3 separate regions of the Mus musculus genome follow, and all the other regions are linked to region 1. Evidence: chromatin contacts called from public Hi-C data. All regions are on one chromosome and are shown on one strand. Each heading gives the region's core, a stretch centred on a gene start, on an enhancer-like site or on the middle of the called end of the contact. The rest is flanking DNA. Distances are from core to core; before and after follow the strand shown.

What was found. A called contact is a pair of places that touch in the nucleus more often than the background predicts.
Region 2: a Hi-C map of the N1E-115 cell line shows a contact between it and region 1, with 1.7 times the contacts expected there. The contact joins two enhancer-like sites. A contact is called at or near these places in 1 of 15 datasets of contacts at CTCF or cohesin (pro-B cells), 4 of 484 Hi-C or Micro-C datasets (the N1E-115 cell line, cortical neurons, embryonic stem cells and 1 more), 2 of 115 datasets of contacts at active chromatin or transcription factors (both in embryonic stem cells) and 1 of 9 other capture datasets (embryonic stem cells).
Region 3: a Hi-C map of the N1E-115 cell line shows a contact between it and region 1, with 3 times the contacts expected there. The contact joins two enhancer-like sites. A contact is called at or near these places in 1 of 15 datasets of contacts at CTCF or cohesin (large pre-B cells), 3 of 484 Hi-C or Micro-C datasets (the N1E-115 cell line, cortical neurons and nephron progenitors), 4 of 115 datasets of contacts at active chromatin or transcription factors (differentiating embryonic stem cells and embryonic stem cells) and 1 of 9 other capture datasets (embryonic stem cells).

Annotation. Positions count from the first base shown.
Region 1 is chr2:29,421,068-29,423,767 of GRCm38.p6, forward strand. The region is part of intron 3 of Med27 (mediator complex subunit 27); the gene reads left to right. Among named protein-coding and RNA genes, the nearest start is that of Mir133c, 53 kb to the right of the region's middle. Within about 2 kb of position 1,259, at least 41 of the 459 cell types and tissues checked have an H3K27ac peak or open chromatin away from gene starts, as enhancers often do. A contact at or near this core is called in the N1E-115 cell line, where this site is marked.
Region 2 is chr2:29,552,076-29,554,775 of GRCm38.p6, forward strand. No RefSeq gene overlaps it. Among named protein-coding and RNA genes, the nearest start is that of Gm30761, 6.7 kb to the left of the region's middle. Within about 2 kb of position 1,371, at least 19 of the 459 cell types and tissues checked have an H3K27ac peak or open chromatin away from gene starts, as enhancers often do. A contact at or near this core is called in the N1E-115 cell line, where this site is marked.
Region 3 is chr2:29,572,404-29,575,103 of GRCm38.p6, forward strand. No RefSeq gene overlaps it. Among named protein-coding and RNA genes, the nearest start is that of Gm30761, 27 kb to the left of the region's middle. Within about 2 kb of position 1,373, at least 46 of the 459 cell types and tissues checked have an H3K27ac peak or open chromatin away from gene starts, as enhancers often do. A contact at or near this core is called in the N1E-115 cell line, where this site is marked.

The DNA.
Region 1 (2,700 bases), core at 9-2,508:
TTCAGCCTCTGGTGTCCACCTAACATCCACCTTGTTAGTGGAGTCAGGGTCCGTTTCTGGTACTGAGATGCTCTTTATACTCTTAGGGTGTCTGGCCAGTTAGATCTTGGCATCCTTCTGTGTCTTTCTCCCCAGTGATGTGATTATAAATATGAAGCACCATAGGTGCTGGGGATCGAGCTCAAGTCCTCATGCTTGTGTGGCAGCTACTTTAACTACTGAGTCATCTGCTCGCTTCCCAAGAATGCTTACAAGAAATTTTAGATGTGATCACAGTGCCCAGGACTCATGGTGAACTGTAGCCATAAGTACTGAGTGTTTAAGTGGTCAGGAACCAAGGACCATTTAGACAGACAGAAGAGGATTGTAGGAGAAGGGTGCGGTACAGGGCTTGGGCTTGGAGCCTTTCACAGAGGACTGGGCCCAAAAGCCAGCCTTAGCACACTATGGAAGAGCAGGCCCTTGGGGCTGGCGAGCAAGGCCCAGTATGTGGAAAGTGGTATATTAGGAAGATAATCAAGTGGCAGGTTGCAGATGAATAAGCTAGTCCTTTGTAGCTGTTTAAAAGATAATTGGTTCATGTTACTTATCTTTTATCCCCTTTCTTTGGGCAGGAGAGAAGTCTCTGGGAGAAATAAACGAGGAACCCCTCATAAATATTAATGCAAAAATCTGTCCATGGAGAATAAATATAGGGACATTTTGTTTTAAATGCTCTATATCGTTGCAATTCATTAGCATATATGTTGTAAAAACTGCTTCTCTTCACTTGAGAGATCTGTGTTCCATTCAGATAATAGCCACAGACCAAAATCTGTAGCTTGTCGGGACTGTAGTACTGGAGACATATGGCAGAACTCTGCTCCTTGTTTCAGCCAGAGGGGTTCTGGTTCCGCGAACTCAGAGGACCGCCTGTCGAAGGATGCCTGATGTTCCCAGCCCCCTTCCCATCTGGCCTCTGTTGGGACCTTTGATCCACTCTCTGTGTACTCCTGTGTCCTTTCCACTCGGAGCAGGTGAGGTGTGTGGACGGCCAGGCCAGGAACATCATGGCACAGAGAGAACTTGTAAACAGAGGGAGGGAGGAAGCATTCCTCTCAAGGCACACACAGCTTGAGGTGCTCACAGGCCTCAGGCAGAGTGATGGATGGGCCACACCGACTTTAAATACGCCAGCATCCTGTTGCCAAGCATGTGGGCAGTATACCACTGCTATTGGAGTGGGGTCATGAGACCGTCTTGTTATGTTTGGTGCTGCTGGGCAGTCAGGCTCTCTGTACTCTTGCCTGTGTTTATAGGCACACTCATGCCCTTATCTGTAGAACGTGTTCACAGATAATGGAAATTGAGTACTGAATTTCATGAGTCCAAGTGCATTTTTCCATATGAACCCGTATGTGGTGTGGCCTAATCCACGGTGTCCACAGTGGGAGAGTAGTGTGCTTTCTTCCCAGTTTCACAGACAGAAGACTCTTGTTGCCACAGATCTTAGGAACCTCAGCGTGTTTTAATTTTTTTTAAATCAAGTTGGAAACTGCTTTTTCACTTCCAAGAGTCCTTTCCAGCTTCTCTTTGGCAAGTCTAGCTGCAGGCCTGAGTCGAGTAATGTTCTTGGAATGTAAGTTCTGGGATGCCACATTGTTTATCTGAAGATGTTTCAGACTGTGGTTGACGGCTGGAACCTAAAGCAGCAGACAGCAGAGCCGTGGATGATGTGGGATCTGTATCTGAAACCTTTAAAATAAAATGTTGGGACTCTAGGGGAGTGCCCAAGGAAAGTGACAGGTGGCATGGGAGACCACCAAGCTATGGTGACAACTTTGTCACATCCTGCCCCATTGACCTCACAGAAACTTGTTGCTGTTAATGCCCAGCTCTGGTGAGCGTGGGCACCTGCAGCCCTCAGGGACAAGCTTCCCTGTCCCGTCCTGTATTTGTCTCTGACTACGTGTAACACAGACAGAACTGAGAACCTCAGTCTTCTGTAGATACTGAATCACAAAGTAGTCGCCCAGACTAGGAAACAGTAATAAAGAATGTAGCTGTTAAACCCTGAGTGGGATGTGGCAGCCTGCAGAATCAGTTTAAAATGATGTTTCATTGCGCCTTCTAATTGCATTTCTCCTCTACAAGGTGATTTTATCCAGGAAGACAGCTGTCTGCTGTGGCTATTACATCACTGGCCATTACAGGGCAAAGGAAGACAAGAATGGGTGGTTCCTAGAGGCTTATCAGATAGGCTCTGGTCCTTTTAAAGCATTGCATCAAGTTTGAATCACATTGAAGAAAGCTATGGCTTCGTTATATGTTGAATTTTGCTTAGTACAAGTCTTTCCAACAACAGACATGATAAAGTAATTGAAAGTAAAGGGCATTTGTTTAATTCTTTTGCATAACAAAGAGCTGAGCCTAGGATTTTTAGCTTTTCACACTATAGGGTTCCCACTAAAGCCTGGTGTAAGTGAGACTCTGAAATCCTTCTGTTCTGCCTGGACTGGAAAGCAATTCCTGTGATCTCCTAGGCGCTTTCTCTCTCTCTCCCTCTCTCTCTCTCTCTCTCTCTCTCTCTCTCTCTCTCTCTCTCTCTCTCTCTCTCTCTCTCACACACACACACACACACACACACCCCTGGAGTCACTTAGGGCAGAATGGACTCTGGTCTTATAGCACCAGTTCACCCAGCACTCACTGCCAGGAGAT
Region 2 (2,700 bases), core at 121-2,620, 130 kb after region 1:
CTTTCCTGAGCTGCTGCCTCCAACCACTCAGCCTGGATCCTTCACTTCTCCAGCCCTCTGGCCTCCCTGTCTTCCTGTGAAGGACACCACCTGGGCTCCATCACTGGGGTACAGGGTGGTACAGGGCCAGCCTCCATGTTCCATGGGCTCCTTTAGTGCCCTTTAAGGAGCAGAGCCAGGCACTCCTGTTGCTCAGACCTCTCTACCAGTCTTCTCCACTGGCTCTTTGATTCTTTTATTATGCTAAAATATGCATAACTACATAACTTTTGTTGTCTTCAGGGCGTGGTTTGGGTGACTTGAAGCACACAGAGCGCCATCACTGTGCCGCAGTCACTGGCATCCATCTCTAGGACACTTCTTTCTCCCCAGTGCTTCCCACAAACATCAGCCCCTCCTCCCAGCCTCAGCTCTGTTTGAACTTGACTCTCAAAGGTCCCTCGCCTGGATGGACCTGTCGCTTAACCTTTACTCACTGGCTAGTTCTCACTTAGCACAATGTCCACATATGCTCACCGGTGTTGGAGCATATGTCATCACGTCTTTCCTTCTTCTCCAGGGTGAGTGACATTCTACCGTGTAGGTGTCCACTTTTCACCCAGCGATCGATCTGAGGTGAGTGGGTGGGTGGGCACTTCTCCTGGGCTACATTGCTGCTGCCGCTGTGGGGTTGGGGTGTCAAGTCCCTGCATCCTTCTTCAGTCCTTGCTTGCTGCCAAGAATAGCTGCTCATCTTTCCCAGTTCTAGGCTGCGTTCAATTTTTAAGTATTTATTTATTTGTGTGTACATATGTGTGGGGGTGGTGAGTGCATTGGCCACAGCAGGTGAGTGGAGATCAAAAGATGACTGTTGGGAGTCCCGGTCTCTCCTTCTACCATGTGGGGCGGCAAGCACCCACACCCAATGCCTTCCAAAGCATGTGGGTGGGAGGAGATTCAGAGAGCATCTTGTGGAAGCTGGTTGCCTCCTTCCACCATGGGGTGGGGTGGGGGTCCTGGGAATTGAACCCAGGTCATAAGGCTTAGCAGCATCCCAGGAGCCACAGCTGTCTAGGAGCCCTGGTCCTGGATTGCCACCACCCACTTTTAGAGTGTGCCTCCCTACTTCAATTAACAATAAATATGTCCCTTACAGGCACGCCCAGAGGCTTGCATCTGACGGGAGTCCGGAGCCTGCCAGTTGACAACAGTAACTGTGACAGTTGTTTCTGGTTTGTTTTTTATGTACAACTTGGTGTGAAACTTGCTTTTCCTGGGAGCCTGTTGTAACATTCCATTCCATAAATCTTTTTTACTAACTTCTAAAACGTAATGTTTTGTGAAGGATGACTGAGAGCTAGCCTCCCTGGGCCCACTTCCTATGTTCTCTGACTCTCCCCACCCCCGCCCCCAGTCATTCTCTGGCTCGCTCTGGCTCTCTCCTTGGGCCCTTTCTTGGCATGTGCCTTTTCCCCTGGCCCCTTTCTCTAGGCAGGCTCCCACTCTGGGATCTCTCCCTCTGTGAACTGTCCGCCCCCACCCCCATGTTTTTGCTTTGGGCTCTTTTGATGGACAGCCTCACTGCAGCCCCCCACACACCTTTTCTCTGCTATGGCTAGTGCTGTCTCACCACAGATACCTTCCCATTATCTGAGCTATTTCCACCCATCAGTTTTCTCTTTGGTTTTCAGACCCTCTAATCCTTCCACAGGCATCTTTATCTCTGAGGTATGTTTAGGGATGGTCTGCCTCCAGGACACTGAGGTTATCCTAGCTGATACTATTTTAGTTGACAGTGGTGGGTTGATTGGGGGGGGGGCTTTACGTCTGGATTTACTTCTTGTTCTGTGGATCAGTTTGCCAGTCACTCAATGTCCTTGTGGCATTGGCCTCACAACATGTCTGAGTCTGGTGGTGTGGCAGCAGCAGCCTTGAGATCTATTTGGTTCTCATTTCCTTTCTGAATCAGCTTATCAAAGTCTAGGAAAAACCTGGGGCTGGAAAGGCTGCTCAGTGATTAGAGCACTGGCTGCTTTTGTAGAGGACCCAGTTTCCCCCGTACCCACATGGCAGCTCATGATTGGTTTTAACTCCAGCTCCAGGAGACCTGGAGCCCCCTTCTGGCTACTGTTGGTACTGCATGCATACATAAAAATAAAGGTATTTTTCTAAAAAAAGGAAAAACCTATTGACTGTAAAGAGCATATGCAGCCTTCCTGTTCATGAGCATGGTATGCCTCTGCTTTAATTTACATTCATTTCTCCCAGTGACATCGAGTAGCTTTGGGTGTCTACAACTCTTGACACAGTGATACTTACAGTTACCACACAGTGAAGTGTCTCTGGCTCGGCCCATGGCCTCTCCCAGAGGCTGAGGGTAGATGTGTGACTCAGTGAGTAATGGGGAAGTGAGAGTGGTCTGGAGACAGAAGGTGGTGCCAACAGTGTGCACATGCTTAATGCCAAGAAAACATGAGCTAAGGTAAGGTTAATGTGCGTCTTTGCCTGGCAAGGTGGTCTACACCTATAATCCCAGCACTGGGGAGTTAGAGGCAGGAAAGCAGGAGCTCAGGGCCAGCCTGGGCTACATGAGATCTCATCTGAGAAAAGCAAACAAGTTTGATGTTGTGTTTGATGTTGTATGCTCTTCCCACACTCGCTAACTCTGGGAGGCTGTCTCTGCTCGTGCTGCCGTGGGCCTAGAAAACAGGCTATGAGCTG
Region 3 (2,700 bases), core at 123-2,622, 150 kb after region 1:
CTAAGACTCACCATCTCCTGAAAAGTCCAGACCCACGACTCTGAATGTCCCTTTGTCTCTGGGGAGTCTGTACCACTTTTAGAATACACCAGGGTCTTTTCAAAAGAAAGCATAGAAGATAGTGCCATCTATTGGTGGGGTCCCTGGTCTGGATCTGAGCTGTGTTATTATTTTCTAATTCTCTCTCTTAAACTTTCTATCATAGACTAATGGGTCAGTGTGTGTTGTATTTGTGGCTATCTGACCCAGTCCTTATCATAATTCATAATGCAGGGCATGCAGTGGCGCTCAATAAGTGTTTTGGACATTAATGCCATTCCTAAGGTATGAGAATGTTGTTCAGGAAAGGAAAATAATACAGCCCTCTCAGCTCCCTCCCGGTAAAAACTCATGATTCCCCCCACTCTCTAATGCTGGTCCCTCGGTGACACAATTTCACCCCAAGTCAGTGGCAGAATGGGTTTCAGTTGTGGGTCATTGCCATGCCTCAGAGAGACTAGCTGGTGATTAAGAGCTGGCCTCTGGGGCCAGACAGACCTTCGGTTGAACCCTGGTTCTCATGCCTCTATGGCTTAGGCAGGTTACTGGATCCCTCTGGGCCTCCTATTATGACGGTGACACAATAGGACCAGCTTTGCAGATTCCCTGTGAGTCTCCAGTGAGAAATAGCACAGAAACTGCCTACACAGCAGTAGCCCTCACTCATGGTGGCTGATGGTGCTGCTGCTGATATCCACGCACACAGCAGCCTTGGCTCTGCTGCAAGGACAGAGAAAGCAAGAGCCAGGTCCCCTGAGAGCATGCAGCTGGGAGGGAGGGAGAAAGAAAGAGCTGAGAAAGAATGCCTTGGAAAGTGTTGCTTGCTAAACTTAGCTCTGAGGTCAGAATGGGGTCAGAGGAATGAGAGGCCAGGCTGGGCTGAATGAAGTAGTCAAGAGAGGCTTCCTGGAAAGGTGTGGCCAGGCAGGGACTGCTGGGGTCAGATGATGAGGCAGGGCAGCGGAGTACAGCAACAAGAACAAAGCAGCCTGCAGAGAGCTTACAGGCAAGAGGAACGACGGTAGGTACAGTCAGAGGGTGAAGACCCATGACTGATTTCACCTTTGCTTTTAGGATGGCATTAGGGACATAGAGAGAAAGAGCATGTGTCCCCAGAGTGATAATAGTTTAGTAATGGCAGTATACTAAACTGCTCCCTCTCCAGAGACAGCTAGCAGTTGTTTCTTTGTGGAGTGAGAGGTTACTTTCACACTGACCCCTGTCCTCTGCCACGTCCTTCTCTGGGCTCCAGACTCCCTGAAAGATGGTAGACAGTCTTCCGTGGCACTCAAGCATAAGCCCCACATCTGAGCCCAGCCAATAGGGGTTCAGCACCACGGACAGCGCCATGGCCTCACATTGAACTAAAAATGGCCAATCTATGCTGTGGGGGTGGAGGGCACACCCAGTTGCAGTCCCAAGCCACAGACAAGTTCCAGAGCTCAGGTCTCTGGGCTCCAATGCTTCAAATGCTGGCAATTTCCCCCCCATTCCTGTAAGAGCACCCCTAAACCACCGTCCACAAGACAGGGACCACTCCTGTAGCTACCTGCCTACTAGAGCCCCACTCCTTCCCTCCCACCCTCTCTGTACTTCAGATGACTCTATTCCACCAGCCTGCTGCTTTCATGGGTGCACAAAAGGCTGCATATCAGAAATCTCATGTGGCTCAGTCTAATATTCGCTCCTTTGAGAGCAACCCTTTCTCCTGCCAGGCGCCTGCTCCCTCTCACAGATTTCAAGCCACCAGGTCTGGCCAGCATGACCTTCTCCACCCTCAGCAGGCTAGGAAGAACTTCCCTTCCAGGGAAACTGCCTGCTCAGAGGTGGCCCCACCGAGCCGGCCCGGACCTCATGACCTCTGCCACAGCTAATGAATACAAGCCACAAAGAGCAAAATAGCTTTGAAATGATCCAGGATACGGAGGCTGCTCGGCGGGCGTGAGCACACAGTTTCATCAGAACATTCATGGAAGGGAATTAATCAGGAGGCTGGACAGAGGCTCCCTTGGTGGGGAGGGGCAGGAAAGTTGACGAGGTTTGGGGGAGGGGTGCTCTGTCTCAGTAATCAATGCTGGAAAGAATTCTGTGAATATCAATGACCTAACCGCATATGGAGGCTGGTACGAGCAGAGCCGAGTGGGAAATGCAGGGTCTAACAACACATCAGCTTCTATGGCTGCAGACAAAAAAGGCTGCTGCATTCATTCATTCATTCATTCATCCACCCACCCATCCATACATTCATCCCTCTGGCCCATCAGTATCTATGGAGAACCTCTTGAGTCCTGGGTGCTGGCATTGGTGCAGTAAAGACAGGTTAGGACTGGATAGCAAAGACATTTGGAATTAAGCTCAGAGAATCTGAACTTTTAAACTACTTTTTGGGTTCCTCCTGTGTCTCCCAACCTTTCTCATTCATGACCAATATTGTATATTTTGTACACACACACCCCTACCAGAGGAATAGCCACACAGAAACAGGGAGGGCAGCAGAGTGATAGAGTCAGTAGCCAGCGGCTTACAGAAGCCTGAGCCCAACAAAGGGGCATAGAAAGCTCTCTGATTTGCCCTGTCAACATCTTGATTTGATTTTGGATTTCTACCTTCAGAACTAAGAAAATAAATTGCTATTTTGAGAGGGCTGGAAAGACAGCCTAG